3 separate regions of the Mus musculus genome follow, and regions 1 and 2 are each linked to region 3. A link is a contact called in public Hi-C and Micro-C data. All regions are on one chromosome and are shown on one strand. The core of a region is the stretch at or near the end of the contact, and the rest is flanking DNA. Distances in the headings are between cores, read along the strand shown.

Evidence for each region. Hi-C and Micro-C count contacts between places; a contact is called where the count stands out from the background.
Region 1: a contact with region 3 is called in a Micro-C map of muscle stem cells, with 4 times the contacts expected there. The contact joins two enhancer-like sites. A contact is called at or near these places in 4 of 15 datasets of contacts at CTCF or cohesin (the NIH/3T3 cell line, large pre-B cells, pro-B cells and 1 more), 13 of 484 Hi-C or Micro-C datasets (CD4 T cells, CD8 T cells, the G1E-ER4 cell line and 10 more) and 10 of 115 datasets of contacts at active chromatin or transcription factors (the 230-238 cell line, embryonic basal ganglia, embryonic stem cells and 1 more).
Region 2: a Hi-C map of the N1E-115 cell line shows a contact between it and region 3, with 3 times the contacts expected there. The contact joins two enhancer-like sites. A contact is called at or near these places in 3 of 484 Hi-C or Micro-C datasets (the N1E-115 cell line, bone marrow-derived macrophages and nephron progenitors) and 3 of 115 datasets of contacts at active chromatin or transcription factors (bone marrow-derived macrophages, embryonic basal ganglia and embryonic stem cells).

The regions. Positions count from the first base shown.
Region 1 is chr10:95,456,556-95,459,885 of GRCm38.p6, reverse strand. No RefSeq gene overlaps it. Among named protein-coding and RNA genes, the nearest start is that of 5730420D15Rik, 41 kb to the right of the region's middle. Within about 2 kb of position 1,630, at least 24 of the 459 cell types and tissues checked have an H3K27ac peak or open chromatin away from gene starts, as enhancers often do. A contact at or near this core is called in muscle stem cells, where this site is marked.
Region 2 is chr10:95,366,494-95,369,721 of GRCm38.p6, reverse strand. No RefSeq gene overlaps it. Among named protein-coding and RNA genes, the nearest start is that of 2310039L15Rik, 32 kb to the right of the region's middle. Within about 2 kb of position 1,956, at least 21 of the 459 cell types and tissues checked have an H3K27ac peak or open chromatin away from gene starts, as enhancers often do. A contact at or near this core is called in the N1E-115 cell line, where this site is marked.
Region 3 is chr10:95,086,810-95,089,840 of GRCm38.p6, reverse strand. No RefSeq gene overlaps it. Among named protein-coding and RNA genes, the nearest start is that of Gm29684, 58 kb to the left of the region's middle. Within about 2 kb of position 1,485, at least 39 of the 459 cell types and tissues checked have an H3K27ac peak or open chromatin away from gene starts, as enhancers often do. A contact at or near this core is called in the N1E-115 cell line and muscle stem cells, where this site is marked.

The DNA of each region.
Region 1 (3,330 bases), core at 381-2,880, 370 kb before region 3:
TTCAAACTCATGGCCTTTTTTTTTTTTTTTTTTTTTATGATTGGGGTGTGTGTGTGTTTTGTGTGTGTTCCTAAATATACAAATATAACTGATTTACTCTGTATGTTACTTGTATATGTATCTTTGCAGGGATGGCCATTTGGTAATAGATCATTTAATTTTTTTTTCTTTTTAATGATGTGCGTTTCTGTCTGAATGTATGTCATATGAGTGAGTCTGTGGAGGCCTTGTCATATGTTTGTGGAGGCCAGCAGAGGGTGTCAGATGCCCTGGAGCTGAAGTGACTGGTGGTTGTCAGCCAACAGATGTAGGTCCTTGGAGCTAACTGCTGGTCTTCTAGAAGAGCAGGAAATCTTTGTAATTGTTGAGCGATCTCTCCAGCCCCAACAGAGAACATTACTGAAGAGGGCAACAGAACCTTGTGTCTTCTCTTCTTCCTTTCTTCCTTTTTATTTCCCTGCTGTAAGGGAAGTGGTTTTGCTCTGCTGAGAACCCCTTCCACAAGCCCTCGAGGGTGTGGTGCCTTCCCACAGGCATGAAACAGTGAGGCAAACCCACCATAGATCAAGTCTTCCAAAACCGGGAGCCAAAAGAACCTCTTTCCTGGGCTGAGGAGATGGCTCGGTGGTTAAAGTGTTTGCTGTGCAGGCACAAGGAGGTGAGCTCCATTCCTGGTACCCATATAAAAGCTGGGCACCATGAGGCCTATCAGTGCCTCCAGGTCTTAGGCAGACCCCAATGGCTTGCTGGCCAGTCAGTGCAGTTGAACCAGTGAACTCCAGGTTCAGGGAGAGAACCTGTTTCAAAAAAACAAAGTGGAAAGAAGACACCAGATGTTCAGCTCTGGCCTCTACATGTGTACACATGGACATGTACATGCACAGGCGAGCAAACCTACATAAACATTGCATACTACACGCAAGCACACACACACACACACACACACACACACACACACACACACACACACAGAGTTGGTTTGTTCAGGCATTGTTAGAGAGATGGAAGGCAGACTAATAAACATATATAGTAGACATCTTGCTGAAGACTCTACTCTTTGTTGTGGTCAATCTCTTTTATTTATCCAGAAAGGAACCTTCGTGTGCTCTCATTATGGGTTGATTTCTCCCGAGGTGGGATGCCGTCATGACCAATCAGTTACATTTGGCTTTGTGGAAAGAGAAAAAGTCAAGTTTCAAGCTTAATACTTCTTGTATGAATCAGACCATTGTGTAAAGAGAATTCCTGCTGAACCGGCTTCTGATCCAAATGTGACAGCCGTCCGATGCAGTCAGCAAACACTCCACCTTGAATTAGGACAAGGAACTGTTTGTTTCCTTCAAGAACCCTGTACTGATAACGCTGACAAGATTGACACACTGGGTTCCTTGGAAAGTAGAAATTTTTCTGAGAATTGTTCCAGAAAAAAAAAAAAAAAGAAAAAAAAAAAAAAAAAAAGAAACAAGAAGATAAAATGCTATGCACCAGAGGCGGGGTAGATGGTTCTGTAGGTAAGAGCAGTTGCTAAGCAAGCATGAGAATCTGAGTTCAAACCCCCACTACTCACCTAAAAAACTGGGCGTGGCCTTGCAGGTGCCTGCAAATCCCAGTGCTGTTGGGAGCAGAGCTGGGGGAGATATTGCTGACACTTGCTGGTTTCCAGCATAGCTCTGAGTCAGAGGGCCTGTCTCAGAGGAACAAGGCAGATCAAGATCATGCCAAGAGCAGGACATCTGATGACCTCTGGCCTCCACTGCTCCTCCCCCACAACTTACATACACACATGCACACATACAAAGGGAAAAAGCAACAGTCTGCAATAAAATCTCCTTCCATTTTGGAAAGCATCACCACAAAGGCCTTTCACCATTTGATTGATGAGAGTGGGTGCTCAGGATTCTGTTTTAATAAGCAAGGCTGTTCAGGGATACTTCAGCTGTGCATTCCCTTCCAAAGTCCAGGCGCACACAGTCTTGATGATGACTGATCCAGGGGCTGGAGACATGGCTCTGTGATTCCAGACGTCATGGGTGAGTATCTGTATCCCAGAACCCACATAGTGACTCACACACACATCTGTACCTCCAGTCTGAGGGGATCCAATGCCATTTTCTGGGCTCTGGGGGCAGTAGGCACACATTCACTCAAGCAGGCAAAATACCCATATGCGTAGAATAAAATAAGACATTTAAAAGATGGCTAATCTAACCTAACAGAATTTCACATAGCCCTCTTTTTTTTTCCAGTCAGTTGGCTTCCTAGCTTGACGTTATGACAAGCAAGTAAAGGCATAGATGTTCCTTCTTTAGCTGTAAATGCACAGATGGCCCCTCTTCTTTAGCTGTGAATGTGGTTCTGATAAGAAACAAGAGTTAAAGGAGCCAACATTAGTCTTTATCACTCCTCAGTTACTTTGACGCGCCTCAGAAAATGGGCTTGTTTTTAAAATTCAGCAACGGCTTATAAGACTAGGATGCTTGCCTAGCTCTTACTCAGGGACACACGACCCTTGAAGAGGGAGTCAAAACTGATGGTATGCATTAGAAAACCTGCCAAAGTAGGTTTTAAGGTCTTGAGCCCTGTTAATACAGACAGTGCGGCGGGATGAGAGTGGTGCCCATGGGCTCCTGTGTTTCGATGCTGCATTCCCAGTTATGGAGCTTTGGGGAAGGATTAGGTTGGCTTTGTTAGGGGAGGTCTGTCATAAGGGGAGAGGGAGGGACTTGGAGGTTGCCTGTTATATTAAGAATTAATTACCGGGCTGGAGAGATGGCTCAGCGGTTAAGAGCACTGACTGCTCTCTAGAAGGTCCTGAGTTCAAATCCCAGCAACCACATGGTGGCTCACAACCATCCAAAATGAGCTCTGACGCCCTCTTCTGGCATGTCTGAAGACAGCTACAGTGTACTTACATATAATAAATAAATTAAAAAAAAAAAAGAAAGAAAGAAAACGCCGGGCGGTGGTGGCGCATGCCTTTAATCCCAGCACTTGGGAGGCAGAGGCAGGCGGATTTCTGAGTTCCAGGCTAGCCTGGTCTACAAAGTGAGTTCCAGGACAGCCAGGGTTATACAGGGAAACCCTGTCTCGAAAGACCAAAAAAAAAAAAAAAAAAAAAAAAAAAAAAAAGAATTAATTATTCTTAATATAAGTGTAATCGATGAATTAATCTGGTAGCTGTATTTGTTTACCTTATGCTAGTTCCTACTAACTGTACAGAGAAATCAAGATTTATTTAAAACTGTACCTCAGTAGCTGAGCAGGAAAAGATGTACCTTAAACTTGTGTGCTAATCTGGCTACTTCCCAGCCCCATCCCAGAATACTTGCA
Region 2 (3,228 bases), core at 707-3,206, 280 kb before region 3:
GCTGAGAGGCTGTTGATTGCCTTGCTGAGAGAGTCCAGGGCCTCTGGGATCATAAGAAAAGATCCCAGGCATAAGCAGTCTTGTGGGACTAAGTTTTCTTAATATCTCACACTATCACAATAGGGATCAAATTTCAGCACATGAACCCCCCCCCTGTGTGTGTGTGTGTGTGTGTGTGTGTGTGTGACCCAAATCATATTAAGTCATAACAAGACAATGTCTAGAGATGAGGAACTCTGGAACTGGGGGAGAGGGGTTGTGGCAGGGAGCAAGTGCAGAATGGCTAACTTGCCCATGATTCACCCTCCTGTCAGTGTTTTCCTGACTGAATGCAACTGGAAGCCAGAGGATAAGGGTGCAGGGGGAATGTGGCTCATAAATGCCAATCTTCTCCAGCATCCTGGGGCACAGCAGAGCAGGAAAGAACAACCAATGGACTGGATGGAGGCAAGCCAGCAGAACCAGCCAGTTCCTGCTTCAGCATATGCCAAAGAGAAGGTGATAACTAAGTGAGAAGACAAAGAAAGCTGAAGCAAAAGCAGATATACCAATAGGTGTTTCACAAGCCCCGAGGTGGTGGCGCACACCTTTAGTCTGGGCACTCAGGACGTAGAGGCAGGCGGCTCTCTGAGTTCGAGGACAGCCTGATCTACAGAGTTCCAGGACAGTCAGGGCTACACAGAGAAACCCTGTCTCAAAAACAACAACAACAACAACAAACAAACAAAAAAAGTTTCACAAGCCTCAGTAAGGTGAACGAAAGTACCCTCTACAAACCTGCAGTCAGATGTGTGGCTCACAACCGTAACTTCAGTGCTCAGGATAATAAGACAGGAGGCGTGCCATGAACGTGAAACTAGCCTGGTCTACAGTGCATTTTAGACCTGCCTGGGCTACAGATGTGAGGCTCTATCTCAAAAACAACAAGGGGAAAGCAATAATCTTTAAACCTCACAGAAATTTTACAAGATATAACATCGACCCCGTGTGTGTTTGGTTAAAGATCCTGAGACCTTTGAGAGTAACGGACCCCAGTAACGTGGAATTGTGGAGCCAAGACTACAAATGAGGCCCCAGATTTTTTTCATTGGACCAAGCTAAACATGTTTATATGAACAAGTTAAACATAGACACACACACACACACACACACACACACACACACACACACCCCGTAGCCCCCCCTCCCCCCGCTCTGGTCATTCCCGGAAATGTCTGTCTGCTTGCCGAATCCCTGAGCAGAGTCTGTTTCGGCCTCGGTGGCTTTTAGCCTACATAGGGTCCACAGAGGAAGGCAGCTTCCGCCGGCTGAATATTATAGTGACAATCTAACGCCATTCATACTCCAATCACCAACTGTTGCTCTCCTTCATCGCTATTGTGTAGGGTGTCTAGATTTATTTCTATTGTTTGTAGTCATGCATCTCCCGTGTGGGTATGTGTATGTGAATGCAAATGCTTACAGTGATCAGAGGTATTGGATTCAACCGGGAACTGGAGCTATAACCAACATAAGCCGCCCAACGAGTGTACAGGGAACCCACCTCATGTCCTCTACAAGAGCAGGACACAGATTTAACCATGGAGAAATTTCTCTAACTCTTAATTTTAATTTTTTTAAATTTTTTAAATAAAAATTGATATAATATATATTATATGTTGAGCATATTCCCCTAAAGCCCCTACCCCCTCCTTTCCCGCCTCCTGTTAGTTTCATTTCTTCCCCAAGACAGTTTCACTTCTGCCTGTAGGTCAGATATTCATACATGATTTCATGTATCTATAAAAAAAAAAAAAAATCCAGGAACCACAAATGAAAGAAAACATGTTCTATTTTTTTTTTCTTTCTGAAGCTGGCTGAATTCGTTTAATTGGATCGTCTCCAGTCATATCTACTTCCACACGAGCAGCGTAACTTCATGTTCCCGTTGTGTAGATAGACCACACTCTCTTTATTCATGCCTCTGTGCTGACTTCGTAATCAGCTACTGTAGACTAGAGCTGCCGATAACCACAGACGTGCAGGTACCTCTGTGATGGTTTCCCAAGTCCCTCAGGGAAACACCTAGAAGTGGCTCATGCCCTAGTTAGTTGTTTGAGAGACCTCGATACTGATTGCCTCAGTGACTGGACCAGTTTACCTTCCTACCAGGGGTATAGAAGAGCTCCCTTTGTCCGAATGTGGCCAGTGTTTGCTGTTTGTTTTCTTGATGCCTGCCATTCTGACTGGCTGGAGACAGAACGCAGTGTATTTTAATTTGCAGCCATCTGTTTCTTTATAATGTAATTATTTAAGAGCACCCCAGCTCTTTAAGGCTTTGGAGAATCTGGGTTTTGTTTGTCTCCTGTCACTTCGTCTGAAGCACTTGGGCAGGCACGGGTCAGTACAGTCAGTTATTTGGTGTCTTTTAATGTTTAAGAAAAACTCACTTAGACGGTACATTGTTACACATGCGCCACAAACTTGTACCCTTTTTTCTCCCATTGAATATTGGACAATGAGTATTTATTATCCAAGCTATATAAATAGCACTTTCAAAACAATTAGCATATATCAATTGTGTATAGTCATGAGTTCATGTCTACAATGTACTTGGCTCATTTTCACCCCATCAGAACTTTCTTTTTTATCTTTCCTTTTCCCCCACCCTAGGTGTGCTTATTCTTCCCAAATAACATTTCTTTTACTTTTATGCCTCAAGAAAGAAAACCAGACTCCATATGTGAGGGAACGTGTGTGATGATTGTGGTTCTGAGCCTGGTCTACTTCACATAATCTGATGAGCTCCAGTTTCATCCATTATCCTGCGAATGGTATTTTGTTCTTTATGACTAAATAATCAGGTACTGGCAGCACACTTTCTGTATCACCCATTAATGGGAACCCAGGCAGATTGCTTCACCTGGCTGCTGTGAACACTGCCATGGCACATGTCATTGGCTCTCTCATAGTAACTCTAGGGGTGTAAGTTACTTCAAGGGATTTTTCTGTTGCTGGACGTTTGACTATGCGGCATCCTCATTCCATTCAATATCTACTCAGTATCAAGGTTGTCAGGAGCAACATTTTGGAGGCGGATTTCTTTCGGTGGAATTGCTTTGAGGAGAGCTGCTGTCTTCAGGGAATGCCTAGAAAGGATGGTTACACTCCACAGCTGTAATTACATCCAATAGACTCAGCTTGTGAATCTAATTTGTTTTGTAAGCTAATCCATCTTGTTGTGGAAGA
Region 3 (3,031 bases), core at 236-2,735:
TGGCATCTGTTTTTCAAATGCCCCAGATGAGCACCATGAACAAGCCCTGCTGAAATCCCAACACAACAGAGAAGTAGACTCAAGGTGGGGTTCTAGAAAACCAGAGAGCTGATAGTTACCCAGGCATGATCAGTGAAGGAGTGGGATGCAGGGTTTCCCCACGTTAGACAAGGAGCAACAGCAGGGAGCATTTTCTGGAATCTAGAGGCTTGGGGAATGGATTGCTTTATAGGAGTTAGAGAGTTTCCATAAGGATTGTAGTGAAGTGGAAACGTAAGAGTTCTTCGGAAAGTCGGTTGGATGGTGTTTTGCTGGGGCAAACATGTGAAGGAATGTTTAGCTGAAGTGGACACATGAAAAAGAACGTTCTGCTAAAGCAAGAAGGTGAAAGGACATATGATGAAGGATTCCTCACTAGCAAAGCATGTATTGGTCCACCTTCCTTTGTGTAGTTGAGCTGCATTTGTCAAGACTCCATAGAGAGAAACATGCCGAAAAACTTTGGGTGGTGTGCTGCAGTTTCTTGCCAATTCCAAGGACTTGGGCTGATTGGCAGAGTGGTGTCAGCTGAGACAGACACATGTGCTGAGGCGAGACCTGTGGAGGACACATATTTGCAGGGAGTATAAAAAGGACTCAATGGACAGTGATGGAGGCTGAGCTAGGCTTGCTTATAGAGCTAGCTGTGCAATGCTTGTTGGTCTTGTGTCTCCACTGTCTTCACTGATCTTCACTTTGCTGAGAGAGGCACAGCCAAGAACTTCTGCCATCCCTCCTACTGACTTGTGCCAAGGCTGAGGCCTGGCTGTCTCTGCTAGGTCATGCCACCGCTGCTGATTCCTGTTTGCTAACTCTAACTTTACTGAACTGGTCTGCTGGTGTCTCAGTTAAAGTGCCTGTGAGTGGATCAGGCTGCTGTAGCTAACCTGTGAACAGAACTGTCAATTTCCAGACGACACAGATGGGAGTTGCTCCAAAGAACCCCTCTAAACAGGTCCACTGCCTTTGTATCCTTTCTTTTCCACTGCCTATGGTGGGTTGGTGGGTTGAAAGGGAGGTTAAAGCATTTAATAACCATCATTAAAAATAGACTTTGAAAAAATTAGAGTTATACGGTAACCATAGGCAGGTTCCCAGGTAACAGGAACTCAGCACTCTAAATTCACTAGTCTGCCCCCACCCAATCCGAAGCTTACTGGTGTTGAACTCAATTGGAAACCGAGGGGTTTGTGGGCATGTTGAAAGCTCGTGTGTGTCCCACACAGGGAGGATGAGAGTGGCAGGACTGAGAGGAGATGTCTCCAGACAAAAGCCAGAAACCAGCTTTGGTGTGGTGGCAGCGAGCCTTCTGCCTAGGTTTGCCAGAAGCAACAATCCTAAAAGAAAATAGCAAGTCAGCAAACCAACGAGCAGTTTCCTTCCAAGGATCTGCTGCTTCAGGGCCGAAGCGCGTCTGTCAGCCATGGTTACACTGAGCCCTCTGCATCTCTTAGCCTCAAACTCCCCCAAGTGGCAGCTTCATCCTCCAGCTAGTCCACCTGATCCCTTCTGAGTGCTGTACTCGGCGTAGTCAGAGACAGGACAGCCATCTGTCCTGTCAGGCTTCACGCAGGAGGGAGAAAACCTCTCCAGAACATCTCGGAAGATTCTTATTAACAGCCATGGTTGTGAGAAGAGAATGCTGAACAAGCCCTGGGTTCTGCTGGAAAGGGAGGAGCCTGCTACACATTCCCCCCTTTCTTTCTTGGCGGAATCTTTTTATGAAGTCCAGGCTGGCTCTGAGTGTACCCTGCCTTCTCTGTGCTGGTTTAGAGGCATATGCACCCTACCCCACCCACTTCATTTAACTTCAAACTACAAACTGAGTTAGCTCCCTGATGCATACGTCGGATTACTACATCATTCTTCTCTTCGTAGAACCCTGCCACCCTGGCATACAGTCAGTACCATTGTTCTGGAACCCCAGTGAGACACCCCAGTCTCCCTCCTCTGCCGACTCCCTATCTGTCTTTATAATACACAGTCACGCCCTTCCCACGGCCGTTCACTTTGTGGGTTCTTTCATGACCTTGGTATGGAGAGCCCTGCATCATTGGCCTTCCTCAGCTTGTTGTAGGAAATACCACATGCATGTGACATCCCGGGAGCCTTCCCATGGCCTGCTGTGTGCTCCATGACAGCTTGTGTTTGTCTGTAGGGCTTCTGTGAATCCCAATAACCTGTCTTCTAAATAGTCTCTCCTGGTTTCTAGGATGGAAGGAGGAGCCTGTACTTATTGAAGGCATGGCTGGAAGCCTGGGTCAGCACTCAGCTTCTAGCAATCAGGCAGCCTGGGATGGACTCTTCTTGGCTTTGTTGTTGTTTTCTAGTGACCCTAGGCAAGTTATTTAACTCCCCTGCGTATCTGTGTCCCCACGCGTCAGTAGGAACCTAATATTAACAACCTAATGGGATTTATGATGAACGTCAAGCAAGGTGACTTATGTAAAGTACTTAGCAGAGCGCCTGGTACAGGGTCATTGCACAGTGAGTATTTGCAGACTGAATGGTGATGAGATAAAATATGTTTAAACAGAACTGAGTCTTTTCCACTATTCTGGAGTGCCACATTATGCCCTAATATACTTGCCCGGATAGAGGTCTGTCAAGGCCAATCTTTTCTATGTGACTGGGAAGGGGAAAAACGTAGCTGTCTGCTGATCTCCTAGCACCGTTACCAACTGTGATGCTGCTCAGATCTGCCACTACAGATTGAGCCTCTCAACTGTGCCAGCAATTAACCAATACTTACTAAGCAGAAAGGCAGGTTTGAGAGCAAGGGACTCGCTTCCTGCCACACACACTTCAGTCTCATCCATTAGTCAGCATATAAACAGCAAATACATTAGCCTTCAAAAGAACCTCGGAGGATGGGTGGCACTTACTCAAGAGGAACAGGAAGAAAGAAAGATTACCCAGATAATGGGAAGAAAAGAGAAGTGGGAGCTCAATCAATAGAGGAGGGCAGTGTGGGCACATCGGTGAGTGGCAG